Linked DNA regions of Mus musculus: all the other regions are linked to region 1. A link is a contact called in public promoter capture Hi-C data. All regions are on one chromosome and are shown on one strand. The core of a region is the stretch at or near the end of the contact, and the rest is flanking DNA. Distances in the headings are between cores, read along the strand shown.

Evidence for each region. Promoter capture Hi-C pulls out the DNA fragments that hold promoters and counts their contacts.
Region 2: a promoter capture Hi-C map of the HPC-7 cell line shows a contact between it and region 1. The contact joins the promoter of Tnfsf18 here to the promoter of Dnm3 in region 1. A contact is called at or near these places in 4 of 39 promoter capture datasets (the HPC-7 cell line, embryonic stem cells and hippocampal neurons).
Region 3: a promoter capture Hi-C map of embryonic stem cells shows a contact between it and region 1, with 2.5 times the contacts expected there. The contact joins the enhancer-like site here to the promoter of Dnm3 in region 1. A contact is called at or near these places in 7 of 39 promoter capture datasets (the 3T3-L1 cell line, 3T3-L1-derived adipocytes, cranial neural crest and 3 more) and 1 of 115 datasets of contacts at active chromatin or transcription factors (embryonic stem cells).
Region 4: a contact with region 1 is called in a promoter capture Hi-C map of hippocampal neurons, with 4 times the contacts expected there. The contact joins the promoter of Suco here to the promoter of Dnm3 in region 1. A contact is called at or near these places in 2 of 39 promoter capture datasets (hippocampal neurons and liver), 2 of 484 Hi-C or Micro-C datasets (cerebellum and rod photoreceptor) and 2 of 115 datasets of contacts at active chromatin or transcription factors (astrocytes and cardiomyocytes).

What each region holds. Positions count from the first base shown.
Region 1 is chr1:162,476,517-162,479,953 of GRCm38.p6, reverse strand. Dnm3 (dynamin 3) reads left to right here and starts at 1,920. Exons shown (of 21, transcript NM_001038619.2): 1 at 1,920-2,291. The coding sequence starts at 2,131. It overlaps Gm31985 (a long non-coding RNA gene), which reads right to left and starts at 3,288. Exons shown (of 3, transcript XR_373653.3): 1 at 3,079-3,288.
Region 2 is chr1:161,493,246-161,496,672 of GRCm38.p6, reverse strand. Tnfsf18 (tumor necrosis factor (ligand) superfamily, member 18) reads right to left here and starts at 2,016. Exons shown (of 3, transcript NM_183391.3): 1 at 1,826-2,016. The coding sequence starts at 1,960.
Region 3 is chr1:161,916,832-161,920,252 of GRCm38.p6, reverse strand. No RefSeq gene overlaps it. Among named protein-coding and RNA genes, the nearest start is that of Gm31925, 22 kb to the right of the region's middle. Within about 2 kb of position 1,267, at least 27 of the 459 cell types and tissues checked have an H3K27ac peak or open chromatin away from gene starts, as enhancers often do. A contact at or near this core is called in embryonic stem cells, where this site is marked.
Region 4 is chr1:161,875,062-161,878,091 of GRCm38.p6, reverse strand. Suco (SUN domain containing ossification factor) reads left to right here and starts at 1,410. Exons shown (of 24, transcript NM_001357402.1): 1 at 1,410-1,781. The coding sequence starts at 1,720.

The DNA of each region.
Region 1 (3,437 bases), core at 671-3,170:
AGGACGGATTAGAGGTTTCAAATAGCTGATATATTTTCTTTCTAATGCACAATAGCATATAGTCTTTTGCATTAGAGCTCAAAACACTTTGGACGTGGGCTAGTGTCCTCAGCTTATACAGCGTGTAGTGTAGTGGTGTACAGGAGGAACCCAGCAAGGACCATGTCTTCTTAGATGCTATCCATGACCCTCTGCAGAGGCAGTCATTGCTCCCTGGTTTCCATCACAGGTTCCTTTAAATACACCCTACATCTGCAGTAAGCTTGAATCGTATAACAAAATGCCATTGTCTGCATAACTTTAAAAGACACTTTTATCCAGTGTTCTCAGGGCTGGGAAGTTTAAGGTCAAGATGTCTGCTGATCTGTCCTGGTGAGGGCCATCTTTCTGCTTGGAAGATGGCTGCCATCTTGTTGTGTCTTTGTATGGCAGATGGGGCTGGGTCTCTGGTGTCTTTTATTACAGGAACACTAGCTCTTTCAAACTAGAGTTCCACCATTATGACTTTATTTAACCATAATCATTTCTTTATATCAAATACATTGACCTTGGAAGGATCTAGAATCACCATGGAAACAAACCTCTGGGCGTGTCTTTAGCTAGGTTAGTTAAGGTGGGACTACTCCACGTGTTGGGATTTCTGAGATTTCTGACTGCCTAGGAAGGACAAAGGTAGCTGATGATCAGCATCCGTTTAACTCTGCCTTCTGACTATAGATGCAATATGACCAGCCTCCACCCTCTTCTGCCACAGACGTCCCTGCCACCAGCTCCTCAGGGTCAGTGCGTAGAGGTTGCTGCAATAGTGGTCCAAAGTTTCCATCCCAAACCGGCAGCAAAGCATGGCTCTGTACTCCATGTGGTACTGGTTTTGCAGGCATGAAAAGTGAAAGACTGACTCAGCTATCATATAGCATATCCAGAGAGCCACCGAGCCTAGGAAACGTGGGGCAGGCTCAGACTTGGTTCACTGTTGTCCTAGAAGGGCAATAGTGCAATGGTGATGCCTAAGTGACAGTGAAGACCCCAGGGTGCTAGAGATGCAACACATTTTCCTATGTAGTCTCTAGTCTTTAGGTTACTTAAAGCCATTGGGCAATCATCAGATGGAAGATGTGCAGGACAAGTAAATATTGCGCACTAAATCCTGAGAGGTATCAGTATTCAAAATGCACAGGAAACAGGACCACGATAAGGAGGTGAAGAACCATGGCCATTTATCTTCGTGTCTCCATCTCCGGGCACAGACTCTTCTCAGTGTGCTAAATTTAACGGATCGAGTGCAGACTGCGTGGTTACAATGGACTCAACAGCCAATCTCTTTGTCCTGACCAGGAGCTAAAAGGACAGTTAGCTCAGGCAAGGAATTCTAAAAGCCAGAATGAGTATGGTAGGAGTAGGGAACAGAAAGGTTCAAGGAACTACACTTTAGCTTACAGAAGGTAGAGTAGGACAGGCTGGTAATGATGAGTACTTCAATAAGGTCAGGTAACCCAGTTTTCTAATGGGGATTGACTCTAAAAGGCCAGTTTATCTCTGCATCCCACAGCAATCTGGGGTTTTGGAGTAGGGGGTGAAATGTGAGATTTCCTTTTGGGAAATGTATTCTGGTGCGTACAGTGGTGGTGGTGCATGGTGAAGCTGATGTCAACGTGCTGTTAGCTGATGGTAGATGGTAGTGCTTTCCTCTAGGCTTCGTCTGTGTGGTTTAGCTCCTTCAAAAGGAACAACAATTCCTGTTGGGTGTGATTTTAGGCTTTTCCTTGACCAAGTGCAGTACTCTGCCCTTTAGCCTGGGCAGTGGCATCTGACTGAAGCTGGGAGGCAGTCCAACCGTAGGCCAGTAGGATTGGAAACTCTAGGGAGAAGCAGGGCGAGAGGCGTGGTGTGGGCGTGACCGTCTCAGGACCAGGCCACGCCTCCTTCGCCTCTCTGGGCTGCGCAAGCGCGTCGTGGGCTGTGAGCTGTCAGGATCCTAGCAGTGGGAGGCAGGGATCGGACATCGGTGCAGGGACTCCGCCGTGTGAGCCCCGCACAGCGACAACCGGGACAAGTGCTTCGAGGCCTGGGCTGCCTGCCAGGTCACACAGTCGAACAGGGACCTGTGGGGCAGTTGGCCGCACAGGCAAGATGGGGAACCGGGAGATGGAAGAGCTGATCCCTCTGGTGAACCGTCTGCAGGACGCTTTCTCGGCTCTGGGACAGAGCTGTCTGCTAGAGCTGCCACAGATCGCCGTGGTGGGCGGCCAGAGCGCCGGCAAGAGCTCAGTGCTCGAGAATTTCGTGGGCAGGTGAGCGCACCGGGAGCGCGGTGGGGGCGCGTCCGTGGGGGTGGGGGGAGCCCCGTGCTTCAGGCCGTTGGAACATGGAACGGTGTGGGGAGCCCCGAGGGTGGACTAGAGGCTGCAGCGGATTGGAGGCAGAGCACTAGTGTTTCTAGAGCGGGCGGGGTCCTCCTTGCTCTGAGCATCCTTCGCCCCAGCATTCTCTACCCGGTGGTGACCCCCTGTCTGCCTTTCATCCTGCCATACAAAGCCATTTCCTCCCCACCCTCGGTGGGGGAGTCGGGGTACGCCCTGGGATCCACTTCCCTCGCTGGCTTGGTGCGCGCCAGCCCCTGGCAGCCTGGAAGCGCAGCCTGGTGCTTTCCAGTCGCCAGTTCTCTTTCTCAACACCCCTCTCCTTTCCCTGTCACTCTCCTGGAAGCTCTCAGCCGGGATGTACCCCTCCTTCTTCGTCCACACCCCCCTCTCCCCCACCCCACCCCCCCGCCGCCCCGGCCCCCCATCCCCTGTCCCTGACTCTCATCTCAGCTGTTTACTGTTTGAAACAGTCATCGCCTGCCCGAGCAGGGGAGGCGGGGTGTGTGAACCCCGAAATCCCTGTGGTGAAGGCTTACACTGTTTGAAACAGTCATCGCCTGCCCGAGCAGGGGAGGCGGGGTGTGTGAACCCCGAAATCCCTGTGGTGAAGGCTTACACTGTTTGAAACAGTCATCGCCTGCCCCGAGCAGGGGAGGCGGGGTGTGTGAACCCCGAAATCCCTGTGGTGAAGGCTTACGGGGAGATGCTTGCCTACCATTCGCCTTGGGAGCTGAAGAATAAACGGTGGTGTGTTTATGAGTGTGCACCCATTCACTGCTCAGGCATGACTGAAAACCCGAGACCTCCAGGGATGACCGTGGACTTGCGATGTTCAGGTGCCTTGTCATTCCTGCACCATCTCAGAACTGACCAGCATCTCTCTTGCACTCTTTCTATGCCATGCGCCGCCTCCCCCCTCCCGCCCCCCACCAATCCTCTTGCATTCCTTAAGCTCTTGTTTATCCAGCGGGTCTTCAAGATAACATCCAGAATTCAAATTGTAGTTATAGCTTCATGTCTCACAATTTTAAACAACAACAAAGAGTTGTTATTGTTTTGAGTCAGAAATCAACG
Region 2 (3,427 bases), core at 767-3,266, 980 kb after region 1:
AGCCAGTGTCGTTTCCATAGTAACTACGCTGCCAAGCATCCTGACAGGAAAAGAGACTCCAAAACTTTTTACTTCCTTAAATTTGGGATAACTTTTACGTTTAGAAGAGGAACCCTTCATTGAAAGGGATGTGTTCTTTTGAGAGGCCAACCTGGAATCAAAGTTTCAGCAATCATGAATTACCAAGGTTTGATTGTGGGAAGAGATGTCACTCGGAAAGGCATTTCCCTCGGCCACTCCTCACCAGCAGGAGTCAGCGGCACCTAGACTCACTGATGCTCAGAGCCACCTGATTAATAAGACTTGAGGAAGTTTGCCTGAGGAAAAAGCCCTTTCAGTGTGAACTTAATGCATCCTCAGCCTTCCTCCTTTAAACCCTTGAGAATGCTGAGAGTCCTCTCAACACTCATTGCTTCAGAAAGTTCGTGTCTTGGTTCATTCTTTGGAAGGGTGGGGCTGGGGTTAGAACTCCCTCTGCCTTTGATCCATTTGTACAGTTACAGACTACAGATTAATGGGCTCCTATGTAAGTCTTTAGCCAGTACCATACTAAGTAACCTCGAATCAACAGTGCATTACTTCCTCCTGCATCTTTTCTCAATATCTTGCCAATATAGAACCATACCTTTAAGACCATCTCTGGTTGGTCTCTTTAGAAAAATGTTCCTGGGCTCACATCACAACCCTTTCTTACACAGCTATGCGTCATTTAATTCTGCCCAAGATTTAGTATATTTTAATATAAATAGGCCAACCCTTGAATTATATAATGTCTTATTTAATATTTGATTCCTTTCTGGCTTTTCTGGTCAATGCTTTTTTTGGTTTTTTTTGTTTTGTTTTGTTTTGTTGTTTTTTTTTTTTTTTGTCTGTTTGTTTTGGTTTGGTTTTTGCTGTTTTTTTTTCTCTCTCTCTCTCTCTGCAGCCCTGGCTGTTCTGTATGAGAGAACACTTCTAGAAAAACCTAATTGATATACATTTCCAGTTCATATCCCATCTAGACCCACAATTTACACTAGAGTTCAATGGGAAATTCCTGATAACCATCAGGGGCTTCCCAAACAGACATGTGCTCCTCCCTCCTCCATGAAGCCTTCCCTGGTCACCCAAGCCCAAAGTTATTCCCCTCATAAACCACAACTATATGGTTTATCCTTCTCCTAGGTCAATTACTGCGCGCTATAATTACAGCTAGCAGGATGCCAAGTAAACAGAGCCATTCCCTTATCACCATGTTGCAGACCTAAAAACTAGAATCAGAACAACGATACAACTTACTCAAATTTGCACAGCTGGTTATGGGGAGGCTAATCTAGAACTGGAACCCAGGATTTCCTTTTTTTCTACTTTGACACCATGCCCTTCCTCAGCATGCAGTTGCTTCCTGTCACTGTCCCCCATTACTGTTTTGTATCTCTTCCCCCAATGAGACTACAGCTTGTCTGGGGTTACCCGAAGATTAGTACCATGGTTCAGGTCTTTTCTTTGCCAATCAAGAAGGTTCTAGTAGAGTCCCAGGAAGGACAAAAGAACTTCCACAGACACCTAAAGGCTCAGTTTAAACATGTAGTTCTATCTAGCTCACACCTACAGAGAATATATAGTATTTTCTAGTGTCTTTTGTCTTAAAACATTCGATGAATAAAAACACATTTGAAGAGCCATGTCATTACAAGGCTTAAATTGCTTACACTGTTTGTACTGTCAAATGTCTTCCTTCCCACTACCTCTAGCAATGCTGAATGGCAGTGATAATAACCAGACTAACAAATAAATAACCTTTATATGATATAATTAGCAGCTGTAGACTCTATGACCACCTTACCTTGAGTGAAGTATAGATCAGTGTACCCAAAGAACAGAGCAACATCAGTAACAGAGCCACTATGCACAAGAGCCATGACTTCTTGCACCTCTCTGCCCTTTGAGGACTTGATTCTCTCAAAGGCATTTCCTCCATGAGGCTAGAACTCGTTCTCTGATGGAATGAGAACTGGGGAAAGCAGATACCCACAAGTGATGGATGAACGATGCAATGTCATGTTTTATAGTAATTAGCCCCGTGGGTGTAGGAGGTGGAGTTTTCCTTTGGAACACTGCTAAGCACTCGCTGTCATCGTGGCACCAGGCCAAACATACAAAGGAATGAGAAGGCTTAGAGCCAACAGAAACACGGGAGGGGGGACAGAAGCCACTACAAGGGAAGTTCAGAAGGAAAAAAGTCTTTCCTCAAGCAAGAGGAAGTACTGTGTGCATGCACAGCCAGCCTCGGCTGCTGTAAGACGCTATGCATTCCAAATTATTTCCAAGTAAGAAAACAACTTATAAGACTAAATAAAATCTAAAACTAAGTTTTGTCCTACTGCAGATATAACGACTGGGTAAGTCAGAGAGGTGAGGAGCTGAAGAGTGAGGATGCGTGGTTTAAACAACACGGTTCTCGTGAAGTCATCACACTGCAGACTTCACATAGGTACCATTTTAGAGATACACGAGTTTTGTCAATCGCACCTAGGTGGGAGTTTTAAAACATCAAATCAAAGCTATAATCACACACACACACACACACACACACACACACACAATTCCCAGTTACAAAATGTGTTTATTCTGAAATAGACTTGAAATAAAGCTGCAGCTGGGGGCTGGAGAGATGGCTTGGCAAGTAAGAGCATGCGTTCCTCTTGCAAAGGATCGAAGTCTAGTTCCCAGCCACAGTGTGGTGTTTAACAACTGCCTATTACTCCAGTGCCGGGGAATCCAACTCCATCTTCTGACCCTCAAGGGATCAGACACACATGATACACATACATATATGTGGGCAAAAATGTATAAATATAAAATAAATATATTTTTTAAAAAGACCTGCAAATATATTACTAGAATTTAGCAAACATTAGTAAATAACATGATGGTCAATTTTCTCAAACTTGGACCATGTTGGAACCAAATTCCAATTCTAACACTGAGTAGAAATAAAACTATCATTTAAAAAGTTATTTCCGCAATAGTGTCTGGGTTTGGTGATTGTCTATGGGATGGATCCCCAGGTGGGGCAGTCTCTGGCTGGTCATTCCTTCAGTCTCTGTTCCACACCTTGTTTGTATAACTCTTTCCATGGGTATTTTGTTCACCCTTCTAGGAAGGATTGAAGCATCCACACTTTGGTCTTACTTTTTGAGTTTCATGTGGTTTGTGAGTGCTTGCAGCTAGGAGCCTGGTATAGCTGTCTCCTGAGAAGCTCTGCCAGTGCCTGACAAATACAGATGTGGGTGCTTACAGTCATCCACTGGAAGGAGCCCAGGGTCCCAAATGAAGGAGCTAGAGAAAGGACCCAAGGAGTTGAAGGGTTTACAGCTCCACAGGAGGAACAACAATATGAATTAACCAGTACCCCCAGAGCTCCCAGAGACTAAACCACCATCCA
Region 3 (3,421 bases), core at 18-2,517, 560 kb after region 1:
TCCTTCTCGTTCTTCCCCATGGCATCTTTTTTTCCCCTCCAATACATCTTCAGTAAACATCAAGAGACATGATGTGAAAACAAGTTCTTGGACATTTAGAAACTTTTAAAATGGAAGCTTAAAAATGAGGAGGCTTTAGAATGTGAGGACAGGGCTGGAGAGATGGCTTAGTGGATAAAGCTCTTGCCTGGAAAGCACGAAGACCAGAGTTCAAATTTCCACATACAAACTGTGTCAGCCTGGTGGTGTGCGGGCTGGAGGGCTGACCAACTCAGCTATGACCCAGACCCAGATCCAGGGCTTTGGGTTGGCCCAACTCAACATACCACCTCATCTGTGAACTGCTGGTCCCGTAGATCCAAGGCTGCAGGATCTGCATGGCACAAGGCAACAACAGGAGATCAGAGAGAAGACCGGTGAGGACCCAGTAGGGATGATGTAGCAGAAGTCAGAGGCCTTGAACCAAATCCATGACTCATTGCAATGAACATTTGCAAATAAAGATGTGTGGACAGAGGAGTGTACTGTGGGACACACTGTATGTGACACACCATAATCTTGTTTTGTTTATTTTTATTTTGTTTTGTTTTGTTTTTATTTTTGTTGGAGGGGAGGTTGCAAGGGCAGAGGGCAGATCTGAAGAGATGGAGACAGGGTGAAATTGGGGTGAATGACCTGAAACTCACAAAGGATGCTGCATAGGTATGGCAGCCACCTGTAAGCCCACCATTTAAGAGAGGATTCAGGGGAATCCCTAAAGCAAACTGACTGGCTAGGCTAGTTCGTTAGTGACCTCTGGGTTTAACTAAGAGACTCTGCCTAGATAAAGAAAGCAGAGAGCTATTGACGAAGATACTGGATGTTGCCCTCACACCTCCACACCTATGGGCACACATGTAACATAAACTCTCTGACATCCACACGTGACCTGGCATACAGGCGAGCACACCATATGCACACACACAAATGTAACAATTTTTTTAAAACTGAAAGGTCTTAAAAACAAAGTATCCTATAAGGATCAGTAAAAGTAAAGAACTGAGCCCCCCCTCCCCCCAAAAAAAACCAAAAACATTCTGGGCTTTCTGTCCTGCCTCCACCCTCTCTGTTGTCCCTCCCCCAAGTGAGGACCTTGGTCTCACTTCCTTTCTTCCTTTCTCCCCCACCCCACCCCCACCCCTGCTGAGCTCTTCTGCTGCCAATAAAAGAGTGTCTATGACCTTGGTCATTTTTGTGGCTGTTACCTGATCCTACCACCTTTCCTGTGAGCACCCACAGGGCTGAGTCTGATCCGCAACAGGAAATTCTGAGTAGTCAAGATTTCAGGTCCTAAGTGGTTTAGGATTCTCAGGGGAAAGCGATCCCAGGGTTTTCACAGTCTTGGCAATGCAGAGACTGTCTGTCAGACTAGCAGGCCTAGATTACTGTGCCCATTGTCTTTCCCATCCCTCAGCGTCCCACGGGGCCCCAGGTAATCCTTTAAGAACCTCCATGGATGGAAATGCTACACTCTGACCGGAAACTGTATAGTTCAAGGTCAGTCTGCACCTCAGGGGCAGAATTAGGAACTCAAGAGTTCCAGCAGGGGTGTTGGAGTCACAGATGTTAACTTGCTGCTGCAGAGCGGCCTCCTCCTCCTCTTCCTCCTCCTCCTCTTTTTCTTCCTCTCTCTCTCCTCTCTCTCTCTCTCTCTCTCCCTCTCCCTCTCTCTCTCTCCTCTCCCCTCTCTCTCCCCGTGTATTTTGCATTCTGACCACAGGCTGAAAACCAAAAGTGAATCAATAAACCAGCTAAAGACAGAAATCACATATCTGAATGAGATTTTGCGATGAAGAAGTCATGAGTGGCCTTGTTCCTACAAGCTGCCAACCACTTAACACAGAGGCCCCAAGTTACCCAAGGGAATCCCCATTTCTTTTCTTGGCATTTTAAAGCCCCCTAAAAAAATCCAGAATTAATATTGGGAGAAAAAAGAGGAAGGACAAAATTCTAAAGAGGTGTTAGGAGGTCTCAGTCAGTCAGTAAACTGCTTGCCCCACAAGCACAAGGCCCTGAGTTTAGATCGCTATAGCCACACAAAAAGCCAGGTGGTGTATATCTGCAGTCCTAACACTGGGGATGTAGAGACAAGCAGATAGACTATTAGAAATTGCTGACCAGGCAGCCTAGCCAACACATTCAGTGAGAGACCTTGCTTAAAAAAAAAGAACAAGGTGAGAAAGATATAAGAAGGAGCGTGTGTGTGTGTGTGTGTGTGTGTGTGTGTGTGTACATACATGCACTTACTCATAGACTGGTACCCATATATATGAAAACAAAGACGATTATATTTCCTGAACACTTATGTCATACCACAAACACTGTTTTTATGCGGTGGGAGCTCTAACCATAAGATCATTCTTACTATTCTCCCACAGTTTTACATCATCTATTAGTTTAAGAAAACAAAAATGTGTCCATTCATCATGCTGCTGCTACAGGAATCAGGTTTCTGCTCTGGAATGTTTAGGAGAAAATGGCATGTGTTCTTCTGAGATACCTCAGGGTAGTATGACTCCCTATGGATAAACCTGGAGCCTGATAGCCTGCTATGTCAAATGCTGTTAAACCTGCCTCCTAGCCTTTAAAAATGAATAATAGCCATAGGGATTATGATGTTAATAAGATGGCTTTATAGTTTATTTTCCCTCTAAGGAGCTAATCCAGAGATTGGCAAGATGGCCTCTTGCACCTCTTAAAACTGATAATCAGCCTGGAATCCTTGAACACTCTGCATTTCTCATTTTCCTCCATGTATGCTAGGGAGATAACCAAACTCCTAAAATAGGGTAGATGCCACCCATATATTTCATATCTAGGTGTCCTGTTTCATATCTAGATGTCCTTTAAGAATGCAGACAGATTCACTTGTCAAGATCAAAGGTTTAAGCTTACTTTCAAGGTCAAAAAATGAGTTTGAAGTTATCAAGCTATCAGGAATGATGTCCCACTTATGCAGTCATGTTACCCCATACATCCGAGAACAAAGCTATGCTTTAGGCTCTCTGAAAATGGACTTCAGAAGCATTCAAGGAATATGAAGAAGGCAAGACACAGCCAGAAATAAATATATAGTTTAAGCTGGAGTATGTCAAACATATTCTCAACCCAGTGTTTATCGTAGCTAAGCCGACTGGTCCAGTGTTTCCTGTCTTTTTTTCTTTGTTCTCTTTTGGCACAGGAATCAGTTCTCCCACATGCAGAAGCCCATAAGCAATCTACAGAATAGTCAAGGCAGGTTGGGCATCCATAAAACACCAATCAAATTTAGAGATGGTTGTCAGCGAGGCTCTCTCTATGTTTGACACTGGGAAATCGGAAAAGAATATGAAGCTTGTCCCTTCTTCTGTGTAAGAAGGAAAAGTAGCTAATCAAGGCAACA
Region 4 (3,030 bases), core at 161-2,660, 600 kb after region 1:
AGACATAGCCAGAGACAGGGGCATCTGGACGAGTCCAGAGTGAATACGAACCTGAGCAGGGGCCATGTGAGGAAAGTGGAGGAGGCAAGGAGAGCCAGGAGACCAGGAGATCAAGAGGCCAGGAGGGTAAAGGGCAGACCAAAAGGGCCAGGTAACCAAAATGGCTGGATTATATAGGGAAGGGTGCATGAGGGAATGGCTGCCCAGCCCCTGGGCTGGAGAAGTTTGGAGTAGGGGCTGATGAGAAGAATCCTGCAACTAACTGGTAGAGACTGAAGAATGCTGGGAGAACGTGGCAGCCAGTTCTGCTTTGATATGTTAAATAGGCACACGGGAGACTTAGAGGAAGGAACTGCTATACTAAGAGGCCAAAAGTCTAGTCTCTTCCAACTGCTGTCTTTCAGGATCAGTAAGCTACTTGAAGAGATGTCTGGCAGTAGCCACAAAGCATTCTGAGATTGCACACCAACGCTCCCTAAGTAGGATTCTGGGCCTCAGCTTTTTACAGATTTTGGGGTCTCCATCTGTGAACACCACTTCTTTTTTTTTTTCTTGTTCACAGCAAGTATGTGTAGGAGTTCGCTTTCTCTGCTTCCAGACGCCGAGAGTCCGTAGTGTCTTTTCTGCCTTGCAGCAGCAAACCCACAGCCCGAAATTAAAAGAACAAAAAAGAACACTAAAGCTCTATCTTAGGAATCTGGCGGGCAGGTAGGAATTCTCACTTAGGTGAAAGAAAAGCTCAGTCCTTCCCAGCCAATCATGTGAGAGGAAACGTTGACACGCCTCTTTCTACCTTCCAATCATCATCTACCTCAGTAAGCCCGACCCACTGCCGGTAAACCGACTTTTAAATTGCATTAGCATGCTTTCTCCTGACCCTCTCCAGTCATTCCAGGCCGTTCCATGACTGTGCTCCAAGGAAGAATTATAGACTTAACAATGACAAATGACAAAGCTAGTCAGTCTGAAGGTGAGAAGTGAAAGTGTAAAACTCGAGAACCAAACCCGCGAGTTCTACGGAGGAAAAAAAAAAAAGGCGGGTTCGGGCAGGAGGACTACAAGCCCCAGATACCCGTGCGCGGAGGCGGCGCGTGCCAGCGAGAGTGGGCAGGCCATTGAAAGGCGGAAGACCGAGGGTTACAGGACTTCCTGTTCGAGCGCCAGCGAGTGGGTGGGACCTGCGCAGGTTGGGCGGCGGTTGTGGCGTTTTGGAGCTTTGTCAGCGGAGGGGGCGTGGCCCGCGCTGTGACTTGTGGAGCGCGAGCCGAGAGGGACGTGGGTGACGCGTCTCCTTCCACCCAGCTCAGTGGAGTGCGAGGTGCGCTGGCCCGGCCGGGGATTGGCTGCTGAGAGGCGAGTACGCGGCGGCCGTTGGTCGCCGGCAGCACGGAGCGAGGGCCCGGGCGGGCGGGGCGGGGATGGGGAGGCAGTGGCGGCGAAGGCCGGAGGAGGCGGGCGCGGGCGAGCGGGCAGACAGAGCGGCGGCGGCGGCAGTCTCCCGAGCGCTCCTGTGAAGCGTCCCTATTCCCGTTGCCGTGGGCCTCTCGGGGAGGCCATCCGGGACGCGAGCCGCTGCGGAACCGCTCCCCAAGCCCCACTGCTCTTCGGACTCTCGGTCCCATCCTCGCGTTTCTGCTCCGGCTCCTCCATCTTGGCCTCGACAGTGGCTGCTGTGGGGAGGATGTGCCGCCTCCTGGCAGGGGGAAGAAGGAGGAGAAGATGAAGAAGTACCGGCGGGCCTTGGCCCTGGTCTCCTGCCTCTCTCTCTGCTCTCTAGTCTGGTGAGTAAGGGGCCGGCCTCTGGGGACTTCCCGTGGGGATGAAAGAGGGAGTAGGTCGGGTCACACCCCCAAATCATCTCGGCTTTTTGGGTTGCTTGGTGCTCCTGCTCCTAAGCCAGGGACACAGCGGCCACCCAGCTCTTCCTCTTGTGGTTTACGAGTTGTGTTTTGGAATTTGCAGAGTTCCAGCAGGGAGAGAAGGGGATATTGGGGATCACTTTTTGCCTTTGTACTCGGGTACCCCATCACCGCAGTTAGGGCAGTTTGGGTAGTGTTCAGAAAGCTAGTGAGTGAGTTACTCAGTTTTGCTGTCAGTTCATTTGCTTTCGTTATGAGGTAAGGGCAGGGGCGAGTCAGGTGTGATGTGTTCCGGACCTGTGATTTTGAAAACGTGAGTCGTCATGAGGGTAAGAGTAATGTCTAAACTGTTGTTCTTCTGGTCAGGTCTTGCACAATCTTGACCAATAGTACTTTTGGGGCTGCTCCTTGAAACCCTGCGGCGTGGGGCGGGCGGGATCCCTGATGAAGCCCTTTTTCGGTTAGCCTGGTGGGAGAGGATTATCACAGATGTGGAGTCAGCCATAGTTTTGGGGCATGTTCTTTGGCACTAGAAAGGAAACGGTTTTTGCGACCCGCTCTGTCCCTTTCTCTGAAGTTCTATGGAGTTCAAGTTAATTTCAAGCACATCTCTGGATGTCCAGGAGCAGACATAGCTTATGAACCAAAGGATTGCTAAAGGTGTACTTGGAAAAGCCATTCTTTCTGAAGGAATTCCCAAAGAGCCTTGAGACTTGGTGACTGAAAGTGATGGCCTTTGTGTTAAAGAGATTTTGCTTCTTATACTAAAATCTAAACACACTTTCTTATTTACCTTATGTCTTCAAAGCGCCAGTAATAATTCCCTTTTTTTTATGGGTGTAATGGAATCCAGAGGTGCTCAAGTTGTAGAGTTGTTGCTCACATAGAATAATATATTAATATGGGCTCAAGAAAACACTTGTCTGAGAAAATCTGACTGGAAAGACTGTATTTCTTGTCATTCTGAATCCTTTAAATACTCCTTAAGAGAAACTGGTACCTGAAACCAGTGTAGGATTAGGTAGCAATTTCTTAGAGTTGGTGAGCTTCTCTTACTAGCCTTTTCTCCCCTCATTCAGAAATTATCTCCAGATTTTGTTACCCACTTCTCTTTTGTAGATTGAGTATTCTATGTTCATATAATAATCAGTTCTAGGGTCTACCCAGGACT